2 separate regions of the Arabidopsis thaliana genome follow, and region 1 is linked to region 2. Evidence: chromatin contacts called from public ChIA-PET data. All regions are on one chromosome and are shown on one strand. Each heading gives the region's core, a stretch centred on a gene start, on an enhancer-like site or on the middle of the called end of the contact. The rest is flanking DNA. Distances are from core to core; before and after follow the strand shown. Region 1 holds the start of ZIF1 (zinc induced facilitator 1). Region 2 holds the start of PDAT (phospholipid:diacylglycerol acyltransferase).

What was found. ChIA-PET counts read pairs in DNA pulled down with a chosen protein or histone mark.
Region 1: a contact with region 2 is called in an H3K4me3 ChIA-PET map of shoot, with 16 read pairs. The contact joins the promoter of ZIF1 here to the promoter of PDAT in region 2. A contact is called at or near these places in 2 of 26 Hi-C or Micro-C datasets (rosette leaf and vegetative nucleus) and 1 of 2 datasets of contacts at active chromatin or transcription factors (shoot).

What each region holds. Positions count from the first base shown.
Region 1 is chr5:4,430,428-4,435,385 of TAIR10.1, reverse strand. ZIF1 (zinc induced facilitator 1) reads right to left here and starts at 3,080. Exons shown (of 18, transcript NM_121377.5): 1 at 2,849-3,080; 2 at 2,550-2,731; 3 at 2,257-2,297; 4 at 2,113-2,173; 5 at 1,910-2,012; 6 at 1,733-1,835; 7 at 1,573-1,626; 8 at 1,430-1,492; 9 at 1,191-1,240; 10 at 1,028-1,103; 11 at 705-914; 12 at 73-160. The coding sequence starts at 2,697. SIG4 (sigma factor 4) reads left to right here and starts at 4,485. Exons shown (of 4, transcript NM_121376.4): 1 at 4,485-4,958. The coding sequence starts at 4,642.
Region 2 is chr5:4,390,664-4,395,906 of TAIR10.1, reverse strand. It overlaps PDAT (phospholipid:diacylglycerol acyltransferase), which reads right to left and starts at 2,970. Exons shown (of 6, transcript NM_121367.3): 1 at 1,933-2,970; 2 at 885-1,107; 3 at 506-789; 4 at 1-50. The coding sequence starts at 2,378. GUN5 (magnesium-chelatase subunit chlH, chloroplast, putative / Mg-protoporphyrin IX chelatase, putative (CHLH)) reads left to right here and starts at 3,478. Exons shown (of 5, transcript NM_121366.4): 1 at 3,478-5,229. The coding sequence starts at 3,825.

The DNA of each region.
Region 1 (4,958 bases), core at 1,831-4,330, 39 kb before region 2:
TAGACATCAAGATCGACGATGTTCTGTATCACTAAAAACACAAGACATCAAGAGCAGGGATGTTTCGTATACCTGAGATAGCAAGAACTGTACCGACTTCATTCGTTGAGTAGCTCAGACCTCCATACTTCCTTGGACTGTTAGCCCATAGTGCAAATATCTACATAGTAGATTCCAAGTGATGAATCTTTTTGTTCAGACAAAGAGCACAAGCCTATCAAGTGGCAAAGACTCTAATTTCACAAACATGGAGTCTTAATGCTGCTCCATCAATTTTATTTTGGTAATATACTTGTCTATTTCTTCACTAGAATCAACATACAAAATCTAGAACCAAGAAATTACGACCCAGATAAACCCCACAGGATTCCAAAACACACTCCACATTCTGGTCAGTACCTATACAATCCACTGCTCTCGGCAGGGACCATAACAGTCAAACACTACAATTTGGTGCGCAAAGACTAGGCTATATACAACAGACCACACTAGAGAAGAACCAAAAAAAGACACTATTTTTGTTCCTCGAGATAAACACATGTAAAGCCTCTAATCTTGACACCAAATTCAAGATCTTCAATAACATCAAGAAAATAAACGACTGAAATATAAAAATTCAGCAGTAGAAAACTAATTCTTGAGTAATCCACTTAATGAGGCAGACCAGATGAGAGTACGCAGAAAATTCTAGCTCAACTACTTACCTCCGAGTATGCAGTATCATGAAGACACAGAACACAATACACAATGATAGATGACATCAGCGGCCAATTCTTCAAGAGAGACTGAGAAGCCTTTCTTTCGTTTTTTCCTGCCTTCCCGGTAGAAGGAGATGATTCATGAGATGCAGCTTCAAGTATATCGTATGAATCATCATGTGATAAGCTGTCCAGCTTATGATTGTGCAGTGTCTCCTACTCAGAGAAAAAAAGGAGACTAGTGAGTGAACTCTGTACGAAATATATTAATAAAGAAGAGTCATCAATGAATCAAGGTTCTCAGAACGCTCTCAAAGAAAATAGAGTACCGGGATGAAGCAGCATAGTACTGTCACAAGCAAGGCAAAAGCTGAAATCGTAAAGCAAGGCAATGCATACCGGAATCTGCATCAGAATTCGCATATTATTTCATGAGATTCCATATTAGATCCCTTCTACACAACTTTTAAAGAGAGGAGTATGAATGGACACCTGCCAAAAAGAGATTCTTGGGAGAACACATTTGGATATTTGTCTGCCGGCTGAAGTTAGAGAACATCGAAAAGCATTAATTAGAACACTAGAAAGCTAAATATGAATCAATGAATACGCAAACAAGTTGTAGCAAAGGAAGAGAGATGGACACATGATAAGCTTCACATTTATATCATAACGTATGGCAAGGTTTGGAAAGCTAAGAAAATATAAAAACTTAGATACGATCGACTTACCTGAGCTAAAAAACCACCAAGAGCAGGGCCAATGATCAGTCCAATGCCCCAAGCAGTACTAACCTGAAATACGTAAAGTTACAAATTTCATGACACCAGTAGTCAGTCAAAACATATAAAATGTATGAGATGGAGAAACTTACAGCTGACATTGCGGTAGCTTGATATTCATCACGAAATATTTCTGATGCATAGGCCTGAAAATTTACACATTGATAATAAGATAGGAGAAGATGCAACTGACAATCTGGTGTGCAGAACAAAAACATAAACCAAGAGTAATAGCGGTAACAAAGAAGCCACCTTCATTGTTCCAAGCAAACAGTTGAAACTCCCAAGAAGAAACCTTGTGCCAATTGCCATCCAAAAATTTGAGCTCAAGCCAAAAAGAGCGTTGAAAATTGCACTGCAGTAAACTACCTAATCAGCATCTAGAGACGAAGATGGATACAAATCAAAATCATGTTTAATGATACTAACATTGAGATAGTTCCCAAGAGTATAATGGGTTTTCTTCCATAACGATCAGCCACAATTCCCCAGAACACAGAAGTCAGTGCTCTTCCAAGCATAAAAGAGCAACCTTCCAAGTAATAAGAGATATCATTAGAACAAACGGTATAGATATGGAGATTCACTACAGAATAACAAGTGACAGAGGCAAATGTCTTATCAGTTCTCACCAACAAAACCAGCATAAAACCCAATATCTTTCTCCGTCTTTGCGACACCAAAATCCTCAATCTATGAAAACAAAGAAGACATGTCAGACTTACTATTAAGAGCCTGTGACAAAAGAACAGTACAGTACTCGATCAAAAACTCACCATATAGTAGAGGAAGGGATAGAGTGAGGAAATTGGTAGAGCTGCAAACACATGATATCAAATAAGAACGTATGAGGAATCGCATAACGAATCATTACTTTCAACACAAGAAGCCAATTTCAAAACATTTAGCAGTAAAACCATTAAGCAAATCAATTTCCGGAATCTCGTCAAAGTAGTTGACAATGACGAATAGTCAAAAACAACACTATAGCCGAATCCGATTGACACCAAAAATCTCAAGGAAAATTGACACAATAGTAACTGTTATGAGAAGGCGAAGAAGGTGTTACAAGTGGAGAGGACGATAATCCAAACGAAGGAAAGCTCGAGGTAAGGATATCCTCGCCGGAGCTGCTTCATCTGCTCCACCTTACAGCCGGGACATCCGTCGTGATAGTTCTGCTTCTCCAACAACGCTTCCTTGTACTCCTCCGCCATTTCAGAATTCAATTCCAGCCTAAGAATTCAGAACCTAAAAATTCCAATATTAAGCTAATAAGCGTGAGAATTAAAGGAAATAATCAATGGGGGAAATATTCGAAATCGTAACGGAATATTTGAAAATGGGAAAGGAAAAATGAAAGAGTACCACACAGAGATTCTCTCACAGTATCGCTGGAGCAGAACGTGTGGGAGTGAAAAAGACGATGAGTCACGTATATATGTACAAATGGATGGATGTATGCATATATATATATATAGCCTTGGAGCTAAAGAGGGCCAAAAAGGTGGTCACCCAAGTGTCATTTTAATCTCGTCACATGTTCACGGACCTCCTCCACCCGCAATTTTGTTTTTCACCAATCCATCCAAATGTGGTTACATATTTTTTTTAAAAAAGATTCAAAGTTTAGTTAGTGAGAAAGTAATTTGTAATTAAAAACTGGTATTTAAGATATTAATTGTATAGTCCGAGAGACTAATCAATCTTAGGAGGAATGTTTTTTGAGGGCACATGGGATAATGCATACAGGAAGAAAGAGACAATTGATTTGAAAGTGGGGAGAGAATAGAATAAGGACTAAACAATGTTGTCTAGTGATCTATCTTTTAAGACTTGGAATGGTTATCTCATTTAGCAAATCCAATTGCTTCACGTGTGTCTATTTTAATGAAATTATATCAACAATTATTCATTTGTCTTGTTAGGTACAGATGCATCACCAAAATTAAAGCAGCAGATACTTTAAGAATACTATATACCCAAAAAAGACTTTATTGTTTAAAAAGTGAATTAAAAAATATTTTGATCCAAAAAACAAAATAGTATTGAAACTTTAAATCATCAGAACAAAAAAGAAGATAGACTTTGTTATTCATATGCGTATGGATAAAGGTGGATTGATTCCCGCTTCGGAATCAAAATGTGTTTTACCTTTGATTCTCTATCATTAGTTTTGCGTATTCGTATACTTTACACGTCTAATTAAACTACGTCCAAACTTAATCCATAATCTTTTTACAAAACAGCTTTTTGAATTACATTTTCGTATGAAACCGTCTACAAAAACGATTGACTCAAACACTTACCATCTAGACGGCTTTACAGACTATTTCTAAAGACAATGATTATTAATTCGTACATCTATGAATGACGTCCAATGGTTGAGGCTCTGAGTGCTTTGGAACTCGTACGAATATACTGCTTTTACTAATTCCATATAAAAATCTAATTTTAAATAGGTTTTTTGTTGTTAAAGTCTAATCTTAATATATAGTTAGTGGTGGCATAATTGACTCCTCTTGTGTTGAGCGTACAGTGCCAAGAAGAGTACTGTGTGTGGACAATTCCACGTCAGCGAAATTAGTGGAGCCCACCGTAAGATCACGAGGATTCAGAGAGGTACGCGTGTTCACCACAGACAAGCTTTGGAACAGCGCGTTGCTCCCACCCTCAAGCACGTGGGGTCTAGACCGTGACACTTGGTCCATTATCTCTCGTTCAGCCATCACTGTACATGTGACATCATATGCGTCAATTTACTAGGAATCCAATTTTATTGGGCCTTTTTATGGGTCCGAAACCACTCGAATTTTGGGTTTGCATTAATAATTAAGGGTCCGAAAACTATGGAGCTTTGGGTTTGTATATACTGCAATCCGAAAACATTTATAAGCTGTAATTTCTCATTTTTGGTTTCCTTTTCCAAAATTGTTGCATATCGAAAAGATTTTTTTTTTTTTTTAATTACAAAAAAAGAAAGCAACTCCACCCAAATTTAATTGCGGATAACTGATATGACACAGAGAGAGGCTCTATGATATAAGTAAGTAACACAAGAGAGAATTATCTTCTTCTTCCATTTTTATTGGACCAAAAAGAAGATAGATAACAAAAATAGAAAAATCTAAGGTGTGGGAAGCTCTGCAGCTCATCCATCCATGGCGACGACGATTCCCACTACAGCTACCGCAACTATGTGTCCGTCTCCTCCTGTCCCTACAATCTCTCCCTTACTCAGAACGACTCACCAATGTCAACCATCTCCTTCTTTATCATCCCCATTTTCTATAAAGCTTAGTACGGCTCTGGTTTGCGGTGACACTACAGTGGATAGAGTGGTTGATAGCTCCGTGATGATCAAACCTGAGAAATGGGGAATTCAGTCAGAAAAGAGAAGGAAGAGGAGAAGAAGAAGAAGAGTAGGTTACGAACGTTTGGAGCCTGAAGAAGAGGAAAATGCTGGCGTAGAAGCAGA
Region 2 (5,243 bases), core at 1,721-4,220:
AGGTCTGAAGTCTAAATATATCGGTGTCTAAGAATCCTGGGGCAATCGCTCTGCAATTTTCGAAGAAAGTAAAGTTCTATATTAAGGAACCAAGTGACTAATAGAGCAACTAATCCAACGAGTCTTTAATTAAGAAGAAATAAAAGACCATAGATGCATATACAAGAAAATTGAAAGAAGCAGAATAACGCTAATTGGTAAAGAATGCAAGCATGGAAGCTCCAGCGCTTTCCATAGCAAAATTCAATGCCCTCCAAAAGACAGTATGACAAATGTTATCGTCGAAGCTAAGAAACTGGTCATCACAGAGCAATGCGTAAGAATTATCAATTCATCATTTGTCTAATCTCAAGAGAGTTTCAGTTACATAAGCAGCAAAAATAATCAACCAATGTCAGTTGCAGCGATAATATAGCAATGTTATTAGAATTGATATTTAGTAGAATAACTTTGAGTTCCAGAGCCAAGGTTCTGATCATCAAAAGTATAAGCAGATATTCAATACCTGGCAACTGCAACATCCTTTGCTTCAGCAGAGAAAAGCCCTGCAACAGCTTTTGGAACACCAAGAAATGGTCCACCAATGTTCATCACCGCCTTAATATACTTTGCACACCAATCTGGCCCACCCCCGCCACCCAGAGGAGCTGGTGCCTCAACCCACTTCATAAAATGTAGAAAATACAAGACCCCCATGGAATGCGGAACTATAACTGCTTTTTTTCCACCGTTGGTAGAAACCATCAACTCTATATTACTTTTCATACGGCTAAGAGTCTGATCACGTACCTATTAATTCAACATGAAACATATTTAAGCCTTAAGTAATGAAGAAAGAAACGTAACATGGAACAGAATAATAGAAAGAACGATGAGAAAAGAACCTCTGTGTTCTGAAACGAAAGCCGCCAGTCATATGCAGCCATGTACATATTTTTCTCTTCATATCCAATATGTGCAAGGTTAGCAATCAGCACTGCCCAGACAAAGTAGCCAGGAGCAAAGTAGTCAGCAGCCACGAGTCCTGATACAGCTCGAACTCTAATACCAGCTGGATCCAACCCAGTTTCATTGTCAAGTGACATGTGTTCCACCCAACATAGAGGCCTGAATCAAAGAGATAATTGATTAGTTAAGATACTATCAACTATACCACTGTTACCATCAACAATAACATTGCCCATCTCTACCATAGCAAAAACATGAACACTGAGCCGAAAGAAGAAGATGCAGATCGTAACAAAGATGCAACCCACAAAACACTTTTTTTTTAATATATCCATAGCAGGGTCGGGAGGAGTTCAAAGCTGGATAACAGAACGAGGATGGACGAAATTCAAGACATGTGAATAAACTCGATGTGAAACTTTGAAATTGAGAAAAAAATTGAGAAAAGCACATTGAGCTGAAAGATCAAAAAGGAACTAGCTTTAATTACACATATACATAGTTGAATAATAAAGCAACAGTCCTCTATCACAGCCTGAACACACTTTCCACAGATGTAGTTAGAACTTCTCTATTCCCAACAAAACATAAAACACTACTTCATTATACGCTACACAAAGCTAAATCTACACGCAACGACAGTAAAGGAAGTAACTTGTTATGAACGGACTCTAGGGCATGTCTAGCAACAGATTTGGCAATAAGATGACTTGAAATTCCAAGGCAGCTATTTTATATCCTAAAGTTAACAATCAAACAGAAATAGTCCAAGCCAATTACGTCCTTGGAACGCTTACCTTACACATACAGAAATAGTCTCTTAAGAAAATAGCGTTTCACATCAAAAAAAAAAAAAAGTAAAGAGTAAGACAGACAAACATGGAATTAAAGTTTGAGTGATGTTGAAGAAGCAACAAGTGCGTGATCTCATCAGATCCAATCCAAATCCCAATATAAAGGAAGAGTGAGAATTGTTGAGCTCACCTTTTGTAGACTTCACCAAAAGTTCCACCCCACAAACGTTTTCTAAATAAACCATCAGCGCATTGTTTGCCTTCCCAAAGCTCGAGCCCACCGGTGACAATCCCAGGAATGAAGACAACAGGATGTTTCGCCTTAAGACCTTCTTTTTTGAGCTTAACACCGGGCGGGTCAGGCAAAGGACCCGTGATTCGCTCCGTTACATACTGAGGGAAGCTCGCAGGCATTGCGTTGTAAAGGAAGAGAAGAAACCACCAGGTTACACACACACACCCAATGAACCAACAACAAGAATCGATGCACGACCACTTCCCTCCTCCGTTCGATTTCTTATGGTGGGATTTGGAAGATTCGTGTGGTTTCTTTTGCGAATCCTCATCGTGCACCACCTCTTCAGATGGCGGCGTCGATGGTTTCTCCGTCGGCTTTTTCCGATGAATAAGGGGCATATCTGTCACTTGAAATTAAACCAGGTTAAGCTATACGGACTTTGTCAAATCTCGTCCAGGAATTTAGAACACAGATTAGGGATTGTTAGATCAGTCGAGAGAGACAAAGAGCTGTTTCTCTGCGAATTTCTGGAACCAATCAAATCAAATTTGTCTCTTTTGTTTATTGTCGACTTTTCTGTTTTTTTCTGTTCTGGTATTATTCCTCCAAGGGACTCGGACCGGATGGCAAAACTTGACCACTTTGCTCCTGGTTCAGGTTGCGGTTCATGGTCAACCTTAGACCCGACCTATCCGTTTCGTTGATTTCATTAATTAGTCTGCGTTTTCTTGGGTGGAGTGCAGACAGATTTTCTTCTGCAGTAGGCGTTAATCCGATAGGCTCTTGTTGGGCCTCAAATAGTTCAGTAAACTTTTCGTGGGGCTTTTAGTATAGCCCATGTATTAATAACAATATTACACTTGGGAAATGACAAAAAAAAAAAAGAGAATGAAGCGGTACTCTTATATCAAAAAAACATATTGTATATCTTCGAATATGATGCAACTCATGCAACAACAATACTAGTAGGCTACATGTATTGCTCCATTTAATTACATATAACTTAATATTCTAATTCATAAACTTTCTTTTAATTATATATTTTATGTAAGTTTTAAATATTGAAAAAAAAAAAAGTTTTAAATATTGAAACATGATAAGTTTTTACATCCATTTATTATAAAAAAAATAGTGATGATGATGATCAAAATTTTGAGTACATTTTAGAGTGTTTTAACTTTTACATTTGTTGTTACAATTGTTATGAGTCTGATATTTCAAATTTCGTTTTCAAAGAAAAATCCTGAGTTTACCTTAAAAGATTAAAGCCAGTTTTTAAGAAATAAGTAGAAAAATATCAAACCAGACCTAGCTGAACCAAAAATTATACAAAATCTAGACCGGATTAAACCGGCTACCCGACGAATATGCCTAGTAAAAGTGTCGTCATCGGAAAAGAATCTTTTACATGGCTGAAACCGCAAATACGATCTTCAAGAGAGCAACATAAAAATACTTGTCAAATAAGTAAAGAAAATAAGACACTCAATATCCACACTCCCAAACCATGAAAATATGAATAGAAATCTCAATGAGCCAATCAGAGGCCAGCAAAGTCCATCTCATTGTCCCAAGCGGATATACATCCGACAAAACTCAACCTCACAAGTAGACTCTCCCTTCTTCCGTAACTATTCGTCCACGTGTCCTTCCCTCTCACCACTTACCTTCAAAACCAACGCTTCTTTTTTAGTTCCTTGGTCCGAAGCGTTTACCGATGAGAGAATCATAAACTCCCACTTGGAGCTCAAAAAGTGTAAGAGACAACCAACAAAAAACGATTCATCTCTTCTCCTATCCTCTCCTCTTCGAATTCAACGTTTGGAGAATCCAGCAGCCGCAAAATGGCTTCGCTTGTGTATTCTCCATTCACTCTATCCACTTCTAAAGCAGAGCATCTCTCTTCGCTCACTAACAGTACCAAACATTCTTTCCTCCGGAAGAAACACAGATCAACCAAACCAGCCAAATCTTTCTTCAAGGTGAAATCTGCTGTATCTGGAAACGGCCTCTTCACACAGACGAACCCGGAGGTCCGTCGTATAGTTCCGATCAAGAGAGACAACGTTCCGACGGTGAAAATCGTCTACGTCGTCCTCGAGGCTCAGTACCAGTCTTCTCTCAGTGAAGCCGTGCAATCTCTCAACAAGACTTCGAGATTCGCATCCTACGAAGTGGTTGGATACTTGGTCGAGGAGCTTAGAGACAAGAACACTTACAACAACTTCTGCGAAGACCTTAAAGACGCCAACATCTTCATTGGTTCTCTGATCTTCGTCGAGGAATTGGCGATTAAAGTTAAGGATGCGGTGGAGAAGGAGAGAGACAGGATGGACGCAGTTCTTGTCTTCCCTTCAATGCCTGAGGTAATGAGACTGAACAAGCTTGGATCTTTTAGTATGTCTCAATTGGGTCAGTCAAAGTCTCCGTTTTTCCAACTCTTCAAGAGGAAGAAACAAGGCTCTGCTGGTTTTGCCGATAGTATGTTGAAGCTTGTTAGGACTTTGCCTAAGGTTTTGAAGTACTTACCTAGTGACAAGGCTCAAGATGCTCGTCTCTACATCTTGAGTTTACAGTTTTGGCTTGGAGGCTCTCCTGATAATCTTCAGAATTTTGTTAAGATGATTTCTGGATCTTATGTTCCGGCTTTGAAAGGTGTCAAAATCGAGTATTCGGATCCGGTTTTGTTCTTGGATACTGGAATTTGGCATCCACTTGCTCCAACCATGTACGATGATGTGAAGGAGTACTGGAACTGGTATGACACTAGAAGGGACACCAATGACTCACTCAAGAGGAAAGATGCAACGGTTGTCGGTTTAGTCTTGCAGAGGAGTCACATTGTGACTGGTGATGATAGTCACTATGTGGCTGTTATCATGGAGCTTGAGGCTAGAGGTGCTAAGGTCGTTCCTATATTCGCAGGAGGGTTGGATTTCTCTGGTCCAGTAGAGAAATATTTCGTAGACCCGGTGTCGAAACAGCCCATCGTAAACTCTGCTGTCTCCTTGACTGGTTTTGCTCTTGTTGGTGGACCTGCAAGGCAGGATCATCCCAGGGCTATCGAAGCCCTGAAAAAGCTCGATGTTCCTTACCTTGTGGCAGTACCACTGGTGTTCCAGACGACAGAGGAATGGCTAAACAGCACACTTGGTCTGCATCCCATCCAGGTGGCTCTGCAGGTTGCCCTCCCTGAGCTTGATGGAGCGATGGAGCCAATCGTTTTCGCTGGTCGTGACCCTAGAACAGGTTAGTCCACTTAT